Regions from separate parts of the Mus musculus genome. Here regions 1, 2, 3, 4, 5 and 6 are each linked to region 7. A link is a contact called in public HiChIP or PLAC-seq and promoter capture Hi-C data. All regions are on one chromosome and are shown on one strand. Each heading gives the region's core, a stretch centred on a gene start, on an enhancer-like site or on the middle of the called end of the contact. The rest is flanking DNA. Distances are from core to core; before and after follow the strand shown. Region 1 holds the start of Sult1a1 (sulfotransferase family 1A, phenol-preferring, member 1). Region 2 has its middle 13 kb from the start of Mapk3. Region 3 holds the start of Tlcd3b (TLC domain containing 3B). Region 4 holds the start of Gdpd3 (glycerophosphodiester phosphodiesterase domain containing 3). Region 5 holds the start of Tial1 (Tia1 cytotoxic granule-associated RNA binding protein-like 1). Region 6 holds the start of Nupr1 (nuclear protein transcription regulator 1). Region 7 holds the start of Phkg2 (phosphorylase kinase, gamma 2 (testis)).

Region 1 (2,751 bases), core at 154-2,653, 900 kb before region 7:
TAACTGGGGTTTTCTGTTAGTTGGTTGGTTTTACCTTGATCTTTTGATCCAGCAGACTCTGAGGGAGTAAGGACAAGGGCAGATGTGTCTTAATGATCCGTGGGGCTGGTGTCTCTTTCAGAGTTTCAAGACCTAAGTTGAACAAGGAACTTTGTTAAACTGGGGCCCGGTCCTACCTTTTTCCACTTGTCTCTAGCACCCCCATGCACATACCTGGGGGGACCCCTGGGCAGCTGAACTCAAGGAAGGGTATCCGGGCATAGACGGGGGCCCGGCCACACTTATCTAGCTTGCCACCCTGATAGATCATATCCATGATCTCACTCATCCAGGTAGTACCTGGAAAGGGAGGAGCAAGAGGTGAGCGAGGCTCAGAGTCTTGACCTGCTTACCAAAGTGTGTGTGTGGTGGGGACCACTGCTCGCTCACCAGACTTTGGGTACGTGCTGATGAGCACATCATCAGGCCAGGCTGTGAAGTTCTGCAGTTGCTCCATTGTCTCCGCAAAGTATTTGATGAGTGGGATTCCCTTCACAGGCACCAGTGGTTTACGCAAGGGCTCCATGTTGCTGCATTGAGAACAGAGTAAAACCCACTTCTCTAGCAAGTCCACAGTACCATGTGTTAAATGATTTAAGACGGGGATCCTGGGGCTTTGGCAGAGCCCCCCAAAGTGGCAGGTAGATCTGGGATCAAAGGCAAATCTATCTCCACCAAAAGTCACCACTGTGCTATGTCTGATCACCTGTGGAACATTGTTCCATGTCCCTAGTGCCCAAGCATACATAGTCCAGGCATTAAAACACTCTGAGGTAGAATCAGTCCAATGTGTGCTGTTTCCTAGGATATTCCAGCTCATACATGAGAAAACGGCAGGCACCAGCCGAGTCTTCACTACTTCCTAGTGCAGCTTCAGGCCATGGCCTCTCTCTATTTTTTTCCCCTTGAACTTCCTGTTATCTTCAGAAATGCCTCAGCCCATCTAGAACTGATATCCTATTTTGCTCTGAGACAAATATAACCAATTTAGCTATTAAGCTTGTTGCAAGGTAGGGAGAAACTTTCTACTAAAATAAAAAGGATTCTAAAACAAGCCAGAGCGGAGGGGAACTCAGACAAACCACAGTTGCTCTTCTGAGGTGGGGTATGCATGGAGAAAGTAGAGAGGCTAGAGGCCCAGGCAGCAGTCAGGCAGACTAATCAAAGTGTAAGGACTAGCTGGCACTTGAAGAGCAGTGGAACCAGTATCTGGGCAGGACAAGGTGGCCACCCCACTCTGCCACTCACCTGGGGTTCTGAGCCATGCCTCCCTCGGTGCTCAGTGGTAGGGATCTTTGTGTAGGCTTTGCAATGTGGGGAATGCAGAATTGGTCTTTGAGCTGGAGATTTTGTGTCCCAAGTGGGAGGAAGTGGAAACAGTGCTAGGACTGGCTGTTCTCCAGAAACAAAAAGGGGAGGAGGTGGAGTAGGGCAGGGTTCTGTTAACCATACTGTGGACTGTGGGTTTAGCCTGTTCAAAACAAAACAAAACACCAATCAGGCCACAGCATGGACAGTGGGTTTCTTTTGCTCTGCTTCTGACTCCTTCCTAACTTACCTAAACTTAAGGTAGAACAATGGGACTTTTCTAATTAACCCACTCTGGCATAGGGAAGAAAGTAGCCAGATGGGGACACCTGCTGGCTCCAAGCCAGTCTTGAGGACACCTTGGGCTTCGATCAGAGCAACCACAGCGATGCCTGGAACCTCTGACGTCAGGGAAAGTCCAGAATGATGGGAAGGAGCAAGGTCAAGGAACTAGAGGTGCAACAGAGTTGGAGGGGTGTTCATGGGAGTGTGAGTCTAAAGGCCCTGGAAGGTGCCCCTGCCTTCATGGCTCTAGTCTACCTCATCCAATACCACACGTGACTGGTGGAGATCAGTCCCTAGAAAGATTTTCACCCTCTGCAAAGACAAGAGGCTGCAGCTGGGAGAGACACACCTCCAGGAGTGAGGAGTGCCCCCTTGACCTCTGTCTGCTGTTGGAGTGAAGATGCAATATCAAGCTGCACTGGGGCTGCAGAGGCTCCTGTACCACAGCTGTGCACCTCCTGACCCTTACAGAGTTGTCATCTCAGAGGAGAGCTGTGCAAAGCTGGGCATCAGGACAAGACTTCCCATTTCTCTAGAGGAAATTGTGTTTGTTTGAGACTATGTAGACTGATGACAGGACCACTCCGAGGTGTGACTGAGGGGAGGATTTTATTGTAGATGCTAGGGAGAGTTCAGCCATAGTGATCTGGAAGAGTCCAGAGAGAAAGAAGTGGACTGAATATGACCAGAAAACTGGACTTGGCCATGAGAAGTGGGTTTGGGCATGGGATAGCAAGAGATGAAGACAAAGACGAGGACTTGGAGAGTGGGGTTGGGGGATGCGTAGCTGAGATAGCTGGGTTATAGGACAGTGAGAAGCTGGTAGAAAGGGAGCCTCTGGGCCAGGGGAGCGAGAGGAGCCAAGATGCCAGCATGCCTTTTAGTGTGCTAATAGGTACCACAGATCTGTTCCTTCTGCCAGAATAAGGGAATGGCTCCTTTAGTAGAGGAGAACTGCTTCGAGAGATCCTAAAGAATGCTGGCTTTGGAACTGACAGAGACAAGGTCTCATACTGGATCCTAGGCTGACTAGGAATTCACCATGTAATCCAGGGTAGACTTGATCTTGTGGCAATTCTGCTCCAGCATGTCAAGGGCTAAGATTGCAGGTATGAATGT
Region 2 (2,727 bases), core at 136-2,635, 830 kb before region 7:
TACAGTCCCACCCTTCAGTTGCCCGGATCACAGGTGTATGAGTGAGGAAGCCGGATTGGAAGTGGATCTCACCCCAGCTGCAGAGCTCTTACTGTTACTTGGGGCTTCAGTGGTCCCAGCTGAGGCTGGGGGTGAGGCAAAGTGTAGTGTTTCTGTTCTGTTCTTTCTAAGCTCCACCCACAGAAAGAACCAAGGCGCACCAGGAGTGTTGTTTTATGCTATGAAATGTGGGGATTTTGTTTTGTTTTGTTTCTACTTCTGTTTCTCTATGTAGACCACACCGTATCCTTCTGCCTCAGCCTGTAATGGAGTGCTGAGATTAGAAGTATGCATTGGCTTATTTGTTTCTGAGATGGGGTTTCCCTATGTAGCCCAGGCTGTGCACACGCTTGCCTCCCCAGTGCCAGGATGCAGGCATACACCAGCACACATGCTTTATGGTGGGGTTTTGTACAGAGATGGATAACTAAACTAAATGCTATGGGGAAAGTGTGTAGTTGTATATTAATGTACATAGAGTAAACCAGAGAACGTCTGTAACTCTTAGAATACTACATTGGGGCTGGTGAGATGGCTCAGCGGTTAAGAGCGCCGACTGCTCTTCCAAAGGTCCTGAGTTCAAATCCCAGCAACCACATGGTGGCTCACAACCATCCATAACGAAATCTGATGCCACTCTTCTGGAGTGTCTGAAGGCAGCTACAGAGTACTTACATGTAATAAATATATACATAAATAAATTTTTAAAAAAAGAATACTACATTGATCAAAGGACACTAAGTTAATTATGACCCTGTTCCAATGTTGTACTAATATATATATACATACACACACATATATGTATACATACATATATATATTATATATATATATATATATATATATATATATATACATACACACATATATTTCAAGACTATCCAATGAGAAAAGCAAAATGTCTCTCTCTCATCCTTTAGGATATTGATGGAGATGCCACAGGAAGAGGGCTTCAAGGGATTAAAGGAGCAGACAGGAAATCCTCTGATTAAAAAGAAGTTGGGCATAATGGCACCAGTCCCAGCACTGGTGAAGAAGAAGCAGGAGATCACAAGTTCAAGACCACCCCAGGCTGCAGAGCAAGACCTTGCCTTGAAAGAAGGTGGAGAAGGTCAGAGAATTGGCTCAACAGGTAAGGGCTCTGTGGACAAGCTTGAGGACCCACGGTCAATATCTGGACCCTATGGAACAGAAGGAAAGAACTGATCTCCACTTGTGCACATGCAGCACACACACGCACATGCAGCACACACACGCGCACGCGCACACACACACTCGGCTGCTCTAACGTGTACAGACAGCATTGGGATGGCTGCAAGTGGACTGAGCTGAGATTACAAAACCAGCAGCGAAAAGGCCACAGCTATATTTGGAAGAAGGAAGAGACCGACGCAGTGCCTAGGGTGGGTGGTGTAACAGCAGCGGCAGATGACCAAGAGGAAGCAGAGCTTCACTACTTTCATCTTGTTTGTCTTTGCATCCAGAAGAAGATGCTCAGGGTTAAAATGACTTAAGGTTGCAGTTAGGGGCTGGAGTCGATGGCAAAGGGGTGGCGAAGCAGCTGCTGGGATGATGTTTGAAGAAAGGAGGAAGAGGAGGAGAGCAAACTAACAACAGAGAGAAAGAGAGAGGGAGAGAGAGAGAGAGAGTAGTCATGAGGAAATGAAATCCTCGGGGAGGAGGAGAAGGGCTCTAACTCCATCAAGGAGGTCTAGACCACAGACTTGGATCCCGTTCTCCCTCTAGAGTCCAACAGAAGCTGTGTGCAGCCTTGCAGTCATTGTAGACAACTGTTGAGTGAGCGGTTTGAAAAAAAGAACATACTGCAAATGATCAATGCCGTTCTACCTTGCGCTTGTAAATGATCTGGAATGAGTTAGCCGTGAATTCTGGCATCAGTCTCCCTGTGGCCGTCTGCGTGCAGGGCAGGAACAGCAGGAAGTTGCATGAACTAAGTGAAGTTCCCTTCCCTGTCCCCCCACCGCAGCATTACCATACTGCTGACAGGGAACCTCTGGGCCTTTGTTTGCTTTGGGCCTTGATCTCAGAAAGTGACAAAGTCCTTTGGGAAATTCAGATGACACAAGGAAACTCGAGCCACGGTTGGTGGCTACCCAACAGTTTCAACATCAGCCAAGCAAGTGTGGTGCTGCACACCTGTAATGCTGGCACCTAAGGGGCAGAGGCAGGGAAGCTGGACATTGAGAGCTAGCTTGGACTACATAGGGAGACTTGATTTCAAAACCTACCATAGAAGCTGGGCCTGCGGCCACAGGCCTGTAATTCCAGCTACCCGGGAAACGGAGTAAAGAGAAACACAGCTTCCAAGCCAGCCTGGACTCAGGGCTACGCAAGAGAATTCTGGGTGATTTATCAGGCCCTGTCTCAAAACACAACTGTGAGGGTCAGGAGTTCAAAGGCATCCTCAGCAACATAGCAAGTTCAAGACTAGCTTTGAGGACTAGAAAAAAACAGAAACACTAGAATAATCGGGCAGGGCACGGTGGCTTATCCTTTAATCCCAGCACTTGGCAGAGGAATGAGAATCTGAGTTTGAGGCAAGCCTGGACTACATAGTGAGTTCAAGGCTAGCCAAAGGCACATAGAAAGACCCTGTCTCAAAAAAAAAAAAAGATTCTAAACTAAGCTTTATAGAGTCAGCAAAAATATCAGAATAAAGACCTACAG
Region 3 (2,877 bases), core at 377-2,876, 750 kb before region 7:
CCTGTGCACCCCAGGGCTCTGCCTCCTCTGCCTCCTGTCACCACTGTCTTTGGATTTTCCTGAAGTGAAGCAAACATAAGCTTGAAATCCTACTTTACTAATAATGAACATAGCTATGTTATCTTGACACTTTAATAAACCCTCTAAGCCTTGGTTTCTCCTTCCTCAACCCCTAGAAGACTTAAGAAGCATTGACATAAACCATGCTCAGTCTGTAGTAAGACCTGGGAAAGTGGACCTCTTCCCCTGTGGTTTCCAGGTCTACGAAGGTCTCTAATAGTAGCCCCAACTCCTGCGGGTGTCAAGACTTCCCTCAGCCACTCCCACAGACTGCCACTAGAGGGCAGCACAAAATAGCGAATTGGCCCCTTCCTCTAGGGCGCAGAGGGAGTAGGCTGTGGGCTGGAAAGGTCAGTTGTCAGTAGATAAGTAGGCTCATCTCAGGGTCAGTGAGAAACTCAAGCTACAGTGAGGTGTCAGTCCCCATGATATACAAGTCTGAAGGACAGATGGGTTTGGGAAAGGCCAGGCTCTAAGAGGCCATGTGAGAGTGAGCATTAGTAGTTGTGTGCTAGGCCTAAATTACCCTGGCCAAAGCACGGGGCTGCTCTTCCCCTTGGATTAAAGGAGGAAGTTGAGTCAGCCAGCCACCAGGCTCTTCTGTGTAAGCAGGACTGTTCTGAGGAGTGGCCGAGGACAGGGAACCAAGGCAACAAGGAAAAGGGGACTCCAGGAGGCCATTGGCCTGAGGGAGGGGCCCCGGCTTCCATAACTCCACTGGGTTTTCCAGGCAGCAAGCACCCTCTGCTCTTCAAGCCCACCTTCTAACCCTCTCTCCCAGGCGAGCACTTCCTCTGTCGCCCAAGCTGGCTACCAGGAGTGATCCTCCTGCTCCTGGAGTGCCACCAGGTCTACATGACTGCTTCCTGTCTCCCAGTGCCCTGGTGCTAGCCATCAAAGCCATGCTGGAGGGCTCTGACAGCCAGCCATCTCTTCCCACTTAGCTCTGTTCCTGTCACATCTTAACTTTCTGATCTTGGGGAACCTTGGCTCCCACCTCAGGGCTATCCCCTGACCTCTGAAGAGCATAGGAGCATAGATTTCCCCCTGGGCTGTCACAATAGTGAGCCACACTCCTGAGGGAGTGACTCGTTGTGGTGCGAGTCGGAGTGCAAGCGAGGTGACTGATGTAGTTTCCACTCCCTCTGACTGGAGAGGCGGACGGGCGGGGTGGAGGGGGCTGTGGGTCTGAAGGACACCGTGAAATGGCTTGTTCCTATCTGTGCCTTCAGGGAACACACCATCTACTCAGGCTGCTTTCTTCAGGAAATCTTCTTGGCTGGAGTGAGCACCCCTAAGCTGAGATCCCTGCAGGCCACTGAGGGACACCCATTTATGTTTATAAGCACCAGCAGAAGGAAATGCCAGACATTTTTAAAGTGCTGACAGGAAAGGCGGCTCAGTACTCCTGCTAGGTGGAGGTGTCCGGGGGGGGGGGGGGGTTTAAGAGAAGAGCCATCCTTTCCCTAAGCCCTTGTCCCCAGCAGCCCCCTGCACTGCAGCTCCTGTCTCTTTAAGGGCCTCCCCCTCCCTCTTTCCTTGTCCCCCCCCATCTCTGTCGCAGCCGCTGCTGTGGCTCAGAGCTGCATGGGAGACAACGCTGCTGCAGGTCCGGTTTCTTGGTGTCTGGTCGGTGCCATCATTTCCCTCCCCCTCTCCCACCCTCCCCAAGCTGGTGGCTTCCCCTCCCCCTCCCCCTCCTCACAGAGGGGGCAGGGGGCTGGGCACCAACTCTATAATGCCATGTGCGGTGTCTGCACAGGGCAGCGGGGCTCTAGCGGCAGCAGCAGGAGGAGGTGGTAGCCTGTGGTGGCGGGAGAGCGGTGTTGACTGGTGACCGCTTGCCCAGCTGCGCCTCCGCTCCGCTCCGCTCCGTCCTTTCCTCCCTCCCTTTTTTCAGGGCTGGCACCACCGTCCCCCACCCCGCCTCCTTGGGCCCTCCCAGCCTCTCCACGTAAGCCCCCCCCCCACCTGCCGCGGTTCTCCCTCCCCTCCCCCACTGCATCTTCCTCCTCCTGTCCCCTCTCCCTCTTGGTCCTCTCATCAAGTCCTCCCTTGGTAGTCTCTCCCCATCCTCTCACCAGCGCTCTGTCGTCCCCCCCCCCCCCCCGCCACCTAGCTAGCCCTTTCTTTCTGTGTCCCCAATCTCATTGAAGTCCCTTTCTCCCTTGCCCTGAACTGGTCCTCTTGTCCCATCCTGTCCCCGCCCTGGCCCCTTTGTGCCTCCCCCTCCCTCTTTCTCTCTCCCTTTCTGGCTTGGCAATCCCTTCTTCACCTCCAACTCCCTCCCTCAATTTGGCCTTCCTGTCCCTTCTGGACCCTCTGGTCTCCCTGCCCGGGTTCAAGTCACCATGCTTACCCCAATGGTGGCTGGGGGGGTGGTGTTCCCCGGACTCTTCCTCCTATCCAAGAACACGCTCCAGAGGCTGCCCCAGCTGCGCTGGGAGGAGGCCGACGCAGTCATTGTCTCCGCCAGGTAAATGGCATGCCTTCCCCGAGAGTTCAGCCCCTCTCTCTCCAACAGGCTTCATGGGGAAGGGACCCCAGCACGCCCCTGGGCTCAGTAGTGGTGGGTAGGTTACATCCAAGCTTCCTTCCCTCCTTGGACCTCATTGAAACCCAGCCATCTGGACTACTATTGAGCTTGAGCTTGCTTCCCTTAGCACCTTCCTATCCTCCCTCTAAAGCAGGGCAGCATGTGACTAAACAGTCCCACAAGACACCCAGGAGCAAGCCAAGGGGCAAGACTGTGTTTTTCAGGGCTAGTGTTTGGGGGTCAAGGTGTAGAAAAGTAGACAGTGAAACTTGTATATCTCT
Region 4 (2,951 bases), core at 369-2,868, 810 kb before region 7:
TCTTCCAGGAGACAGCCCGCTTCCAGCCAGGGGCGCCAGAGGGCCCCTAACAAGAACAGACACCCCTGTCCTTTTGGATCTGGTGAGTGCCTCCCAAGGCCCCCCCGCACAGCCACATCCCAGTCAGAGGCTGTCCAGTCTGGGTGCTGCTGCATCATCTCTGCATATCCACATGTGGTAACAACAAAGGGCCAGGGTCATGTATGAGCGAGCATCCTCCAGCCCATCCGGATGAGAGATCCGCCCCTTATGAGCAGCCACTCCAGGCCTTGCCAGAGTATATCATGATGCTTTGAGAGGAGCCTATAATCACAGTAGCACTTGGTGGCTGCTCTTGTTAGCTGCAGATAAGGAAGCCAAGACCCACAGAACTTGACAGTTCAAAGACGCTGGGGTCAGGGCTCACCCCGCTGACCATTCCTTTCTGTCCGTTTCTTCCTTCAGGTCCTGCTCCTACCTGCTCCTTCTCTGCAGATTGTTAGAAAGTGAACTTTGCTCAACCCAGACCCCGGCAGCCCAGGCTGGACCAAGGGTGGGCCTGGCCACCTTCTCTCACTTTGCTGGGGTCTCCTGCTTCAAGCAGGCTTCTCCCACTCCAATCCCCTGCCCCATCTCCCCATAGCCTGAGTGATGAGGTGGCCCCAGAGCTGATCTCTGCTGCTGTGTCTTTATCTACCCTTGCTAGCCCCGGCTCTGGTAGACCGTTCTGGAATGGAGGGGCTATGATCGTCCTAGGACCTGTGCTACGGAGGGGTGGAGGGCACTGAGTAGGGCTCTGCCCTATTCATCTTGTTGGAACCCCACCCCATTTTCCCTGACAGAACATTCCTAAGTCTCAAGGGCTAGTTTCCCTGAGGAGCCCAGGCCTAACCCTCTCTCTCTCAAGCTGCCACATGTAACGCCCTTGCTGCTTCTGTGTGTGGGTGATTGGATGTGGGGGTGGGGCCCGTGGAGAGCCGGTGCCCCTCCCCATCTCCCCGTGCCTGTATCTAATATATAAATATAGAGATGTGTATATGGATGAGCCTGCCTCTGTCTGTGTATGTCGACGCGACCCCAGCATACCGCACTCACAACTGCCCCCTGCCTCCAGCTGTGGCTTTACATGGCCCTGGTAGTCTTTGGCTCCAGCTGGCCAGGGATGAGGTTGGGTTCTAAGGAGTGTCAGTCTCTGGGAAGGGGTCAGTTTCCCTTTAGTCACTGTCTTCCCTAACAACTTCCTGTTTAACTGCTTGGAGTGAGTTGGGGTGACTCAGGGGTACCTTACACACCCCCAAATTCCCGGGAAGTGGCAAATGTGTAATAAGTTACAGATCCTGTCCACAAACACCTATGGGAGGCAGAAAGATCTAAACACTAGGGGGTGGGGCTGCTTAACCCCCCCCCCCACATGGTCAAGAACAAAAGGGGGTGCTGGGATCTGTGAAAGGTCTCTGGACATGGAACCCAGGGCTGCCTGCCTCAGTTCCTGTGCCTGGCCCCAGCTCTGGGCCATACTGCAGTCTGGCCACGTTCCAGCAGCACCCAGCAGGCTCAGCAGGTCCATGGGCGTGGCGCTGCCCGGTGGAGGAGCCAGCCTACACTGGCTGAGCAGGCAGGCTCGGCCCCGGGCATCAGAGCCCTTTGGGACAGGGAAGGCTGTGCTTTTGACAGAAGCCTGCCGTGGAGCGAGGCTATGATCCCTCTCCTGTACTTTGTTCTGCCCACCCTGGGCAGTTACGTCATGCTCTCCATCTTCTTCCTGCGCCGACCTCATCTGCTGCACACGCCGCGGGCTCCCGTCTTCCCTATCCGCCTGGCTGCCCACCGTGGAGGTGAGCTGAGTCAGGGAGGTGGAAGGGCTGGAATCCATGTAGGGTGGAGTGAGCCTAACAAGACAGGTGTCAGGGTGGGCAGCCCATCCTCAAGGTGCAAGGCATGATTGAATGTTAAAAAGAGCGAGGAAAGGAGAGTCTTGGGGCCTAGAGGGCATGTGGCAGGGAAGGAGAGGCCAGTTCAACTGATTGGAAGAGAGGAAGCCTAAAGCAAGTGGGAGACCGTCAGGAAGAAAGGTAAGCAGGAAGGTCAAGCTAGGTCCCGGGGATCCACCCAAACTGCTTTCCACAGGGTCTGGGGAGCGACTGGAGAACACCATGGAAGCAGTAGAGAAGTGAGTCCAAGCCCCATCAAGTTCCATGTGAGGTTGTGGGGTTGTGGGCTGTGCTCTGCAGGACAACCAGGAGTGCTACTTACTCGCTTCATAAACTGGGTATCTGGAAGTCCTTGGAACTGTGGAACTGGCCACATGTCCCACCATAAATTCTGTGCCAATATTTCCCCTCCACTACATGCCCTGGTCCTTCCTGTGTCCTTTTCCCCCACCAACCTTTGCTCCCATAGTTCCATGGCCCAGCGAGCAGATCTCTTGGAATTTGACTGCCAGCTCACCCGGGATGGCGTGGTGGTAGTGTCACACGACAAGAACCTGTCCCGCCAGTCAGGCCTAAATAAGGATGTGAACACCCTGGACTTTGAGGTGAGTTTTGCAGCCCCTCACACTGAGAGCTGCATCACTTTCACGCGTGTACCCTGATGATGCTTCTCTGCTCTCCACAGGAGCTGCCCCTCTACAAGGAAGAGTTGGAAATTTACTTCTCACCAGGTAGGATGCGTGTAGCCACCCTTGAGCTGCCTAGCCATCTTCTTATATACTCTCATTAACACGCCCCCACCCCCAGCCTGTTTATCCTACTCTGACCCCAGTTTTTGTGACACCCCTCACCCCTGCCCAGGCCATTTTGCCCACGGGTCAGACCGGCACATGATTAGTTTGGAGGATGTATTCCAGAAATTTCCAAGGACTCCCATGTGCTTGGAGGTCAAAGAAAGAAATGAAGAACTCATTCACAAGGTAGTACTATAGCCCGGCAGCTGAGGGCAGGCCTCAGAAAGGCCTGGTTTCCTTTATACCA
Region 5 (2,899 bases), core at 140-2,639, 890 kb after region 7:
CATTAGATTGGGCTTCAGGTGAAACCCGACAGCTATACCGCGAAAAATAGCACTCAAAAGACAGGTAACAAATAGCGGGAGCAGTCATCCTTTTATCCAACTCCGATGGTCCGGACGCACAAACGGATTAGGAAGCGGCATCACTAACTGAGCGAAAGGAGTTTAACTGGTTGTCAGGTTGGCGCAGTAAGCGCTCAAAGTAAACTTCGTTATCCAAGGGACAGAGGTGGTGCACGGTGGCGAAAAGCAATCACTTTGGCACTTCAAAAGCAGCAGGCGCTAGGCGGGTGTTTCTGACAGCGTGGGGCACGTGGGGCAGAAAGAGACAAGGGGCTCCTCTGGTTAAAGAGTGGTAGACTGGGGAGAAGGACTCGGAGCGACTGAGGCTGAGGACGTGGACTGCTGAGGACGTGGACTGAGGCTAAACGTTCAAGCCAAAGGATGCAGTAGTGGTCCCACCCCCGCCAAGCCCTGCCCCCGTAGGGACCCACAGCTCCTGGCTCAGCCCGGAGCCCCCAAAGCACAGGGGGAACAGTAGCTCTCCCGCGCCTGACAGCCTCAGCCGTGCACAAGCCCAGCCAAGCAAGAGTGTGCAAAAGAAGGGGTCGGGAGGAAAAAGTCGAGACAAGCCCTAGACCCTAGGAAGTGACTGTGTTTGGGGGGGAAGGGAGGGCTTCCTTCTCTGGGAAGGGGGACAGATGAGGAATGCACTTCACAGCCGCGCCACCGCGACGCCCGGCTCTCCGCTTCTAGTCCCGGGCTCCTGCTCTCCCTTCCTCCCTCCGCTTCCCGCAGTGCCCGGGCCACTCGGTGCCTGGCACCCCGGGTCTCGGGTACTCACAGAGTCCGGGGCTGTCCGTCGTCTTCCATCATGGTGGGTGCGACGGAGTGATCCCGGGACAAGGGGGAGGGCAGGGCTGGGGAGGGGAGGGGGCGGGAAGGAAGGGGAGGGGGGCTCCGGGCGCCGGCTGGGGACAGAGGAAAAGGTACTGAACCCCGCTCTCGGGTCCGCTCCCCCCAGCCCGCTCCGGACACTGCGCTCCAACCAGGAGGAGCAGGAGGAGGAGGAGGATGAACAAAATGGCCGCCACCACCAGCCAGGCAGGAAACGCGGCAGGGCGCAGGCGCGGCCCGCCAGGTCACTGCTCAGGCCAGCTGCGACGGCCTGTCCGGCAAAAGTAGCTAAAGAGACAGAAAGCCCGGCCAAAGAGTACACCCTGCGACTGGACACGACGGAGCACGTTGTCGCTGTGGGCCTGCTGGCCAGTCAAGACCTATCCGGGTCCAAGAGAGACCCAACACAGAGAGAAAAGCCGCGAAACCAAGTCTCCGGGAATTGCGGTCCCGGGAAAGTGGGGGAAGCCCTTCTCCAGTGGCCTTCTGGGAACTGTAGTTCAAGGCAGACCCTGCGCCTGCCGGAGCGCGAAGGAGAGATTTCTGGGTAGTGTAGTCGTACGTGAGGACGTGCCGCGACTAAGTAGTCGGCGTGCCGGGATAGAGCGAGGAATAAAAGGCGGGCGGCCGAAATAGAGAGGAGCTGTCCGGGAAGTAAACTACAAATCCCAGAGTGCCTCGCGCCGGGGCCCGCCCCAGGATCGCTCTTAGCATCTTAAGGCTCTTCTGTTGGTCCAGTGTGAGCTTCTGCTCCGCCTCCGTCCAGCCCCAGAGCGGTTTCTTCAACTGCAGATCAGGCGGTGTGCTGGCTCCGCGTGGTTCTCCCGTCAGCCGGCCTTGCCCGCCTCTACTCTCAGAACTGCTGGTCCGTGTTCAACAACCGACGCCTCACGCGACGGGCAAAAGAGTGGCAACTCTGAACCCGGAGAGATGTAGCGGACATCGGGCAACACCAGATCCAGCCTTGTCTTTGAGCACGTGTTCTAACCAGATAGGCCTTTCTAGACTATACCGCTTGTAACTTGCTTTACAAGTTCCACAAGGATCGCTACCCATTATCTCATCGGATTAGTGGGTAAGGCTGCAAAAGAGCAGCCCCTCATTCAAATGGCTTGTACCGCTCTTTCAAATCCCTACTTAAAACTTAAATATTCGCGTGGTGGCGCACAGTGCTACTGAACAGGAGGATAATGGATTTAAGGCCAGCCTAGAAATAGATACCAAGACCTTATCAAAAACTAATAATCAGTGAAAACAGCAAAGAGGCTCAACGACCAGGTCTCATGCCAAAACAGTCTGGAGTTCGGTATTGGAGGACACGGGCTGCTAGTATTGAGATGCTAAAGCAAGAGAGGAGATAGAATCATGACAATCTACTGGATGTACACCACATTTGTGGCTGAGGCCCCTAGGGGTCAGACGAAGGGATGGCATTCCCTGCCTGAGACTGGAGTTAACAGTGGTTGTGAGCTGCATATGAGTGCTGAGAACCAAACTGGAAGCCACTGTAAGTGTGCTCTTAACCAGCTCTCCCGTGCCCCCAGCTGCACACTGTCTCATTGAAGGAGAGAAAAGGTCTGGTGGCCAACAGAGAGCTTTGGGGTAGCTTATAGATCTGCTTAGCTGCATACTGAAACCCTACCTGAATTTACAGGTACAGTGGGAGATTGGAGGCTGCTTCTCCATGAGCCTAGGAAGGAGAGAGTAAGTCTGAACGAGAAACGGATTATATCCCAAAGTGAAAAAGGAAAGAGCAACTGGGCGTGGTGGCGCACGCCTTTGATCCCAGCACTTGGGAGGCAGAGGCAGGCGAATTTCTGAGTTCGAGGCCAGCGTGGTCTACAGAATGAGTTCCAGGACAGCCAAGGCTATACACAGCAAATCCTATCTCGAAAAAGCCAAAAAAAAAAAAAATTAATTTTTTTTTTAAAAAAGGAAAGGAAAGAACTTCAGAGAGCTTCAGAAATCTACACAAGTGAAACAAAGGGGTCAGAAAAAAAAATAG
Region 6 (2,758 bases), core at 203-2,702, 950 kb before region 7:
GCCAACACTATTTTTTTCATTTATTGATATGCCAATGTGTTTGCATGCATGTGCGCACATGCGTATTCTCGTGTGCTACTTTGAGCATATGGAAGTCGGTGGACATTGGGGGCACAGAGGTCCTTGTACTCAAGAGAAGCACTAAGAACCAGAAGTTTTAATCATGCCGTGTGTCTCCTCAATGCAGGAGATAAAGTCAAATACCTGCATTCCACTCAGAAATCTGAGAGTGGATTTTGTTAACAACCTGGTGAGCTTTTGGCTCTGTGTGGAGTCAGACCTCCCCAGCTTTTGCTATAGAAGCCGACCTCACTCAAGTTCTCCAGAATGATAATCCCAGACTCTCCCCTCCCTAGACCATTACCCACTCTTAGGAGAGATGTCACATCTGCCTGATGACCTCCATGCTATTGGTCAGAGACCACTCTAGATTCTAGGCCTTTAGCTCTAGAACCCACCCTCATGGAGTTTCAGTGTAGTCACACCTCAAGCTTTATTGTGCTCCTGGAATTGAACTGATGGACCTGACTGTTGCCTAGAAACCTCTTCCCAAATTGTACTGTGTTTTAAATATGCTGACAGTGAACCGCCTGGCGTTAGATGCCCTGAAATCTGATCCAAGCTGATGGAATTCGGTCTGAATGGGGTTTTCATTCTTATCACTTCCCTGCCTGGACATCTATCTGCAGGGCTCCCTGGGAACACAGCTTGCAGTTGGTTCTCTCCCCTTTCATCACTCGAGTCCCAGAGATCAAGCACAGGTTGTCCTGCTTGCCTGCAAGAGCCTCTACCTGCAGCGCCATCTCACCAGGACCAGCTTTTGGCTCCCCGCTTCCCGCTCGGCACACTTAGGCCCGGCTCTCCCGACTCACCTCCAGCTCCGTCTCAGCGCCAGGCTTTTTTCCTTTCAGAGTTCTGGAACTTGGTCAGCAGCTTCCTCTCATGCCCGCCAGGGCTAGGGCGGTTGGTATTGGCAGCAGCTTCTCTCTTGGTCCGACCTTTCCGACCTCCCCCGACTGGTGGAGCAGGAGGTAGAGGAGGTGTGTGAGGTTAGGACAGGCATATAAATGGCCAGAGTGGGGCGGTCACGTCTTCACGTCTGAAGCACTCTATCCTTGCTGTTTACTCAAGTATAGAATGAGAGATGCTCACTTGTGAGTTCTTGGGGCTAAGGGAGACAGAACTCAGTAGATGAGACTAGAAGGGGTTACTTGGGAGTTGGGAATAGATTAGCTAGGAAAGGTAAACCGGGGTACCCAGTGAGAAGCAGATGGGCTGACCAAGGAGCTACCACGAAAACCTTACCGACACAGGGATGGGCCAGGCTGTACTGATCATATTCATCCAGGATTCCATCTTCATCCTCTAGGTTTAGAGGTTGCTGGGAAGGGTTGGCTGTTGGTGGCAAGGTGGCCATTATGCCTAGTCTGCTCTCTCCAAAGTCTTGCCTGTGTCTCCTTGTCTGAATGTCTGCCCTCTCCCAGTTTCTCACCCTACTTATAACGCTGTCTCCTCCCTAAACCACGGGGTTGGCCCCCGCCCTCCAAGCCCTGTCTGATGCAATCTGGCCCTTTCCCAGAACTGGGCCCATAGACAGCAGTCCTGAGCAGAGAGGAGCACCCTCCCCTCCCTCCTCCCTCACAGGACTCACCCAAGCACAGCTGTGTTTTTCCACGTGGAAAGCTCTCGCCTCAGGGGCGGAGGAAGCAGACAGGATCTGGGCACAGTCTTTGGGATATTGGCCAGGGAGAGCAGAGGGCCTCAGATAGGCCAGTCCTTCCTATCATTTCAGCCTCTGCCACAAGCCCCTCCTGGGCCTGGGTCATAGTTAGACAGACAGACAGACAGACAGACAGACACACACACACACACACACACACACACACACACACACACTGTAGTCTGGTTCAGATTCAGGAGGTAGTGGCAGCATACATACTGAAAAGGGAGGGAGGAGGGACACTGACCCACTTCTTGCTTGGTCAGCAGTTCCTGTCACACCCAAGGCTTCTATTTTTGTGAAAAGTCCCCTTCAACAGAGTCCCCAGGGACTTCTTCCTCATGCAAGATGGAGGATAGCTAGCTGGTAGAGACAGCAAATACCCTGGATTCCACACTCTGATTCCTGATCCACCTCCCTCTACCTTTCTTTCTGACAGAATCCTTCTATGGAGCCCAGGTTAGCCCTTGAACTTGCAATTCTCTGGCCTCCTCATCCTAAATGCTGGGATCACAAGTCAGCTCAGATCCAGTGTTTCCTGCTGTGTGACCTTGGACACGTCACTTTCCCTCTCTGATTGCTTCAGGTTCCCCCTTTAACAGAGGATAACTCTATCTGGCTCTGTTGGTGAGAGGTTGCAGACTCATGAGGCCTGGAAAACCTTCACAAGCGGGAACAGTGTAAGGATTAGTCACAACTTCCCATGGGTTCCCATACAGTGCCCTTGCCTTGACCCTCCCCCCTCAAAAAAAAAAAGGGTGGAGAAAAGGAATTTAAAATAAAATATTGTGTGTTGGCAAGATGACTCAATGGGTAAAGTACTTGCCACCAAGCCTGACAACCTGAGTTTATCGGTTTCCAGGACCCATACAGTATGGGAGAGAAAAATGTCCCATAAATTGTCCTCTGACCCTCACATTCCTATCCATGTACACACACAATAAATACGTGTGACTTCTAAAATTTAAATAATATATTGAGGGCAGAATGAAATAAACAGGTATTTGTGCTTTGATACCCCCTGCCTTGTTTTTTAGG
Region 7 (2,848 bases), core at 235-2,734:
GCCTTGTTCCTGCTGGGCAAGCATTCAATAGCTAAGCTCTATCCCAAGTCCTGCTGTCATCTTTAAAATATGTTCTAGTCAAGTATAATGAACATGCAGTAAACCCCACCTACTTAAAGTCTGTGAGTTAAATGGAATATCGGGAGGCTCAGGTTGTGATTCCTGACACATTATTGTTGTCCTTGGTCATTTCCCAAAGATCCCTGGTTCCTTTGTTTGCAACCAAGAGAAATCAGCATTTAGACTTTATACTAGCTTCTGTTTTGGGGGTCCTTTTAGAAATCAATACTGGAAAATATAAAATTATTTTTTAATCTGTTTTTCACCATTGCCCAAATTTTACCTGTAGTTCTTCCTCTAGTTCCAGATTTCATATTCTCATAGGAAGACTCTTCGGTTCCTAATTATATGAATACATTATTTTGACTAATTTCAGAATAATTATCCCCTGTGTACCAACAACAAACCTACTTAGGAAAGTTCAAAACTATTTTTGCAAGTTGTTAAAGTTAAGCTTGATGAGGAAAGGCTCTACAGTGACAGAAAGCAAAAACACTAAATTACTTGGTTTCCTTATAGAAAAAGCTGTTAGAAAATCATGCTGTAATCTAGGCGTCCTGAGCCTTAAATCCCAGCACTCAAACTGACTGATCTTTGGAGTTCCACCCCAGCCTGGGATACACAACGAATCCCTGACTAACAAGGGCTACATAGTGAGACACCGTCTAAAAAAACAAAAATTATCATTTCTCTTTTGCTGGACTGTAACCTTGAGGATTTGCTTTTTTCTTTGCTGTTACTCCAGAACCTTGGTTTTAGGATATGTCTGGCTTTGGAATTACTCTAGGCAGGACCTTAACAACCTTGTGTACTTAATGCAGGAGGGTCTGGGAGCAAGACGGTAGGAGTCTGTGACCCCAGGATGATGGACACTATCCTGAAAGCTCTAGTCAGGACCAAACGGCCAAGCTGCATATGCATTTTGTTTTGTTGTGTTTCTCAAAACAGTTTCTCTGTATAAACAGCCCTGCCGGTCCTGGAACTCACTTTGTAGACCATGCTGGCCTCCATCTCAAGAGATCCATCTGCCTGCCTCGCCTCCTAGTGCTGGGATTAAGCGTGCATGACCACACTTGTCTACACGCAGGTTTCCACAAAAAAAGGAATTTTGGAACAGGCTCTTACTATAATAAATGAGGATTCCAGAAGGAAACTAAAAGGGCCTTGTCCGAGGGCACGGTGAGGTAGTGCGGAGACATCACATTTCCGGTAACCTAACTTCCGTGTCTCTTTACAGACCAGCAGCACCAGGAGAGAAAAGCAAGTGCTACATGTTGATTGGCTGTTTTTCAGGCTCCTCCTCATGGTGGAGACCTTTTGGGGACTTCTAGCGCCAACGGCCTTGTCCGCCCTGGAATCCCGTCTTCCTATTGGACTGCCATTTTCCAATCGGAGGGTTTCTAATCCCTAGTTCTCAAACAGCAGGGGCCATTGGCTGCAATGATGGGGGCGGTGCCTTAGGTCGCTGTGGGAGCCTTACAGGTTAAAGCAAAGGAACAAACATAAACCAAGCAGCTGAGGGTCTTTGCGCAGGTTAGACTGTTCCCTCCTCACCCCCCTCCCCCCACCCTCCCTTCCCCCTCCCCGCTCGCACGGGTCATCCTGCTCGAGACCCCCGCGCCCCTCCCAGTGGACGCCAAGTGCGCTTGCGCGGTAACAGCCGCCCGCACTTGTGCCATTTCCCCCTTCTTCCGAGCCACCTTTCCCCCCTCCCGCCCTTCCCTATCCTCTTCCCTGCCCTGCTTCCCTCCCTCCCCCCTAGGCCCTTCGTTGTGGTCTCCCCGGTCCTGATCCTTCCCCTACCCCACCCCCAACCCCCAGGACCCTGGCGCCCCAGCCGCAGGTGCTGCGCCCCCGGGAGCCACGATGTGCATCCTCTCAGAACCTGTGGGCCTCCTTGCCCTCACTGCCCTCCGTTTCCTCCTCCCAGGCCCCCACATCCCTCAGAATGACGTTGGACGTGGGGCCGGAGGATGAACTCCCTGACTGGGCTGCGGCCAAAGAGTTTTACCAGAAGTACGACCCTAAGGACATCATTGGCAGGTGAGCCTTCACAGCTGAAGCATACACCGGCCCAGTGTAGTCAGCTCCCAGCCAGGAAATAAGGCTTCCTTCTGAAGACTGGATAGTTAGGAAGTGGACAGTGGAAAACAGTTAGTGACTTGGCTAGTATTCCGAGTTAACCCGCATTTTTTCCTCTATTCATCTATATTGTCAACAATTGTTTGTGGTCCAGACAACGGGAAGGTAGAAAATACCCATCACGTGAGCATTTCAAAGGTATCTAGTTCGAGAAGTAGGGGTCTGTAGAAAAGATGCTTGGAGCTGGGCGGTGGTGGTGAATGCTTTTGATCCCAGCAGAGGCAGGTGAATCTCTGTTGAGTTGACACCAGCCTGGTTTACAGAGGAAGTTCAAGGACAGCCAGGACTACACAGAGAAACCCTGTCGGGGAGGGGAGCAGGGATTGCTACTGTGATCGCCACCACAGATGCTTTATGGTTTAGTTTCAGAAGCATAGTGTATTGGTTATGTTGTGTTAAGCACCAAGAACACCGGGTGAGGGAGTGACAGAACAGGAACCCTGAGGAAGTTTCTGTCTTGGAAATGTTTCTATCTTTACATAATGAAAAAAAGATAAAGGTCGAAAGGAGCGTTAGGGGAAAAAATAAGTAGGCAGTAGGATTCAATCAACGGGGTCTCCACAGAGGAGGGGCTTTAGGAGACTTCTAAGAAAATGACAGGAGGGTTGGGGGAGGGGTGTTTGGTTGTTCATGGTGCTGGGGATTA

The links. Promoter capture Hi-C pulls out the DNA fragments that hold promoters and counts their contacts. HiChIP or PLAC-seq counts read pairs in DNA pulled down with a chosen protein or histone mark.
Region 1: a contact with region 7 is called in an H3K27ac HiChIP or PLAC-seq map of microglia, with 6 times the contacts expected there. The contact joins the promoter of Sult1a1 here to the promoter of Phkg2 in region 7. A contact is called at or near these places in 6 of 39 promoter capture datasets (the C10 cell line, hippocampal neurons, liver and 2 more), 1 of 115 datasets of contacts at active chromatin or transcription factors (microglia) and 1 of 9 other capture datasets (liver).
Region 2: a promoter capture Hi-C map of liver shows a contact between it and region 7, with 4 times the contacts expected there. The contact joins the enhancer-like site here to the promoter of Phkg2 in region 7. A contact is called at or near these places in 4 of 39 promoter capture datasets (the C10 cell line, hippocampal neurons, liver and 1 more), 1 of 484 Hi-C or Micro-C datasets (B cells) and 1 of 115 datasets of contacts at active chromatin or transcription factors (embryonic forebrain).
Region 3: a contact with region 7 is called in a promoter capture Hi-C map of the SN4741 cell line, with 4 times the contacts expected there. The contact joins the promoter of Tlcd3b here to the promoter of Phkg2 in region 7. A contact is called at or near these places in 7 of 39 promoter capture datasets (the C10 cell line, the SN4741 cell line, fetal liver and 3 more), 2 of 115 datasets of contacts at active chromatin or transcription factors (large pre-B cells and microglia) and 1 of 9 other capture datasets (liver).
Region 4: a contact with region 7 is called in a FOXA1 HiChIP or PLAC-seq map of pancreatic cancer cells. The contact joins the promoter of Gdpd3 here to the promoter of Phkg2 in region 7. A contact is called at or near these places in 1 of 39 promoter capture datasets (neural stem cells), 1 of 484 Hi-C or Micro-C datasets (B cells), 2 of 115 datasets of contacts at active chromatin or transcription factors (embryonic forebrain and pancreatic cancer cells) and 1 of 9 other capture datasets (liver).
Region 5: a contact with region 7 is called in a promoter capture Hi-C map of liver, with 4 times the contacts expected there. The contact joins the promoter of Tial1 here to the promoter of Phkg2 in region 7. A contact is called at or near these places in 2 of 39 promoter capture datasets (liver and pre-B cells).
Region 6: a promoter capture Hi-C map of liver shows a contact between it and region 7, with 5 times the contacts expected there. The contact joins the promoter of Nupr1 here to the promoter of Phkg2 in region 7. A contact is called at or near these places in 3 of 39 promoter capture datasets (liver, neutrophils and pre-B cells) and 1 of 115 datasets of contacts at active chromatin or transcription factors (pancreatic cancer cells).

What each region holds. Positions count from the first base shown.
Region 1 is chr7:126,675,015-126,677,765 of GRCm38.p6, forward strand. It overlaps Sult1a1 (sulfotransferase family 1A, phenol-preferring, member 1), which reads right to left and starts at 1,404. Exons shown (of 8, transcript NM_133670.2): 1 at 1,288-1,404; 2 at 430-569; 3 at 214-339; 4 at 35-132. The coding sequence starts at 1,304.
Region 2 is chr7:126,744,901-126,747,627 of GRCm38.p6, forward strand. No RefSeq gene overlaps it. Among named protein-coding and RNA genes, the nearest start is that of Mapk3, 13 kb to the right of the region's middle. Within about 2 kb of position 1,386, at least 99 of the 459 cell types and tissues checked have an H3K27ac peak or open chromatin away from gene starts, as enhancers often do. A contact at or near this core is called in liver and pre-B cells, where this site is marked.
Region 3 is chr7:126,821,677-126,824,553 of GRCm38.p6, forward strand. Tlcd3b (TLC domain containing 3B) reads left to right here and starts at 1,627. Exons shown (of 5, transcript NM_029978.1): 1 at 1,627-2,536. The coding sequence starts at 2,412.
Region 4 is chr7:126,764,796-126,767,746 of GRCm38.p6, forward strand. Gdpd3 (glycerophosphodiester phosphodiesterase domain containing 3) reads left to right here and starts at 1,619. Exons shown (of 10, transcript NM_024228.2): 1 at 1,619-1,814; 2 at 2,107-2,149; 3 at 2,380-2,515; 4 at 2,596-2,641; 5 at 2,772-2,890. The coding sequence starts at 1,676. It overlaps Mapk3 (mitogen-activated protein kinase 3), which reads left to right. Exons shown (of 9, transcript NM_011952.2): 8 at 1-82; 9 at 445-1,021. The coding sequence ends at 50.
Region 5 is chr7:128,460,284-128,463,182 of GRCm38.p6, forward strand. Tial1 (Tia1 cytotoxic granule-associated RNA binding protein-like 1) reads right to left here and starts at 1,390. Exons shown (of 12, transcript NM_001347640.1): 1 at 842-1,390. The coding sequence starts at 873. It overlaps Gm32816 (a long non-coding RNA gene), which reads left to right and starts at 1,437. Exons shown (of 4, transcript XR_378509.4): 1 at 1,437-1,969.
Region 6 is chr7:126,624,018-126,626,775 of GRCm38.p6, forward strand. Nupr1 (nuclear protein transcription regulator 1) reads right to left here and starts at 1,453. Exons shown (of 3, transcript NM_019738.1): 1 at 1,306-1,453; 2 at 873-1,016. The coding sequence starts at 1,417. The coding sequence ends at 886. The region is part of intron 1 of Gm39087 (a long non-coding RNA gene); the gene reads left to right.
Region 7 is chr7:127,571,864-127,574,711 of GRCm38.p6, forward strand. Phkg2 (phosphorylase kinase, gamma 2 (testis)) reads left to right here and starts at 1,485. Exons shown (of 10, transcript NM_026888.3): 1 at 1,485-1,593; 2 at 1,991-2,103. The coding sequence starts at 2,009.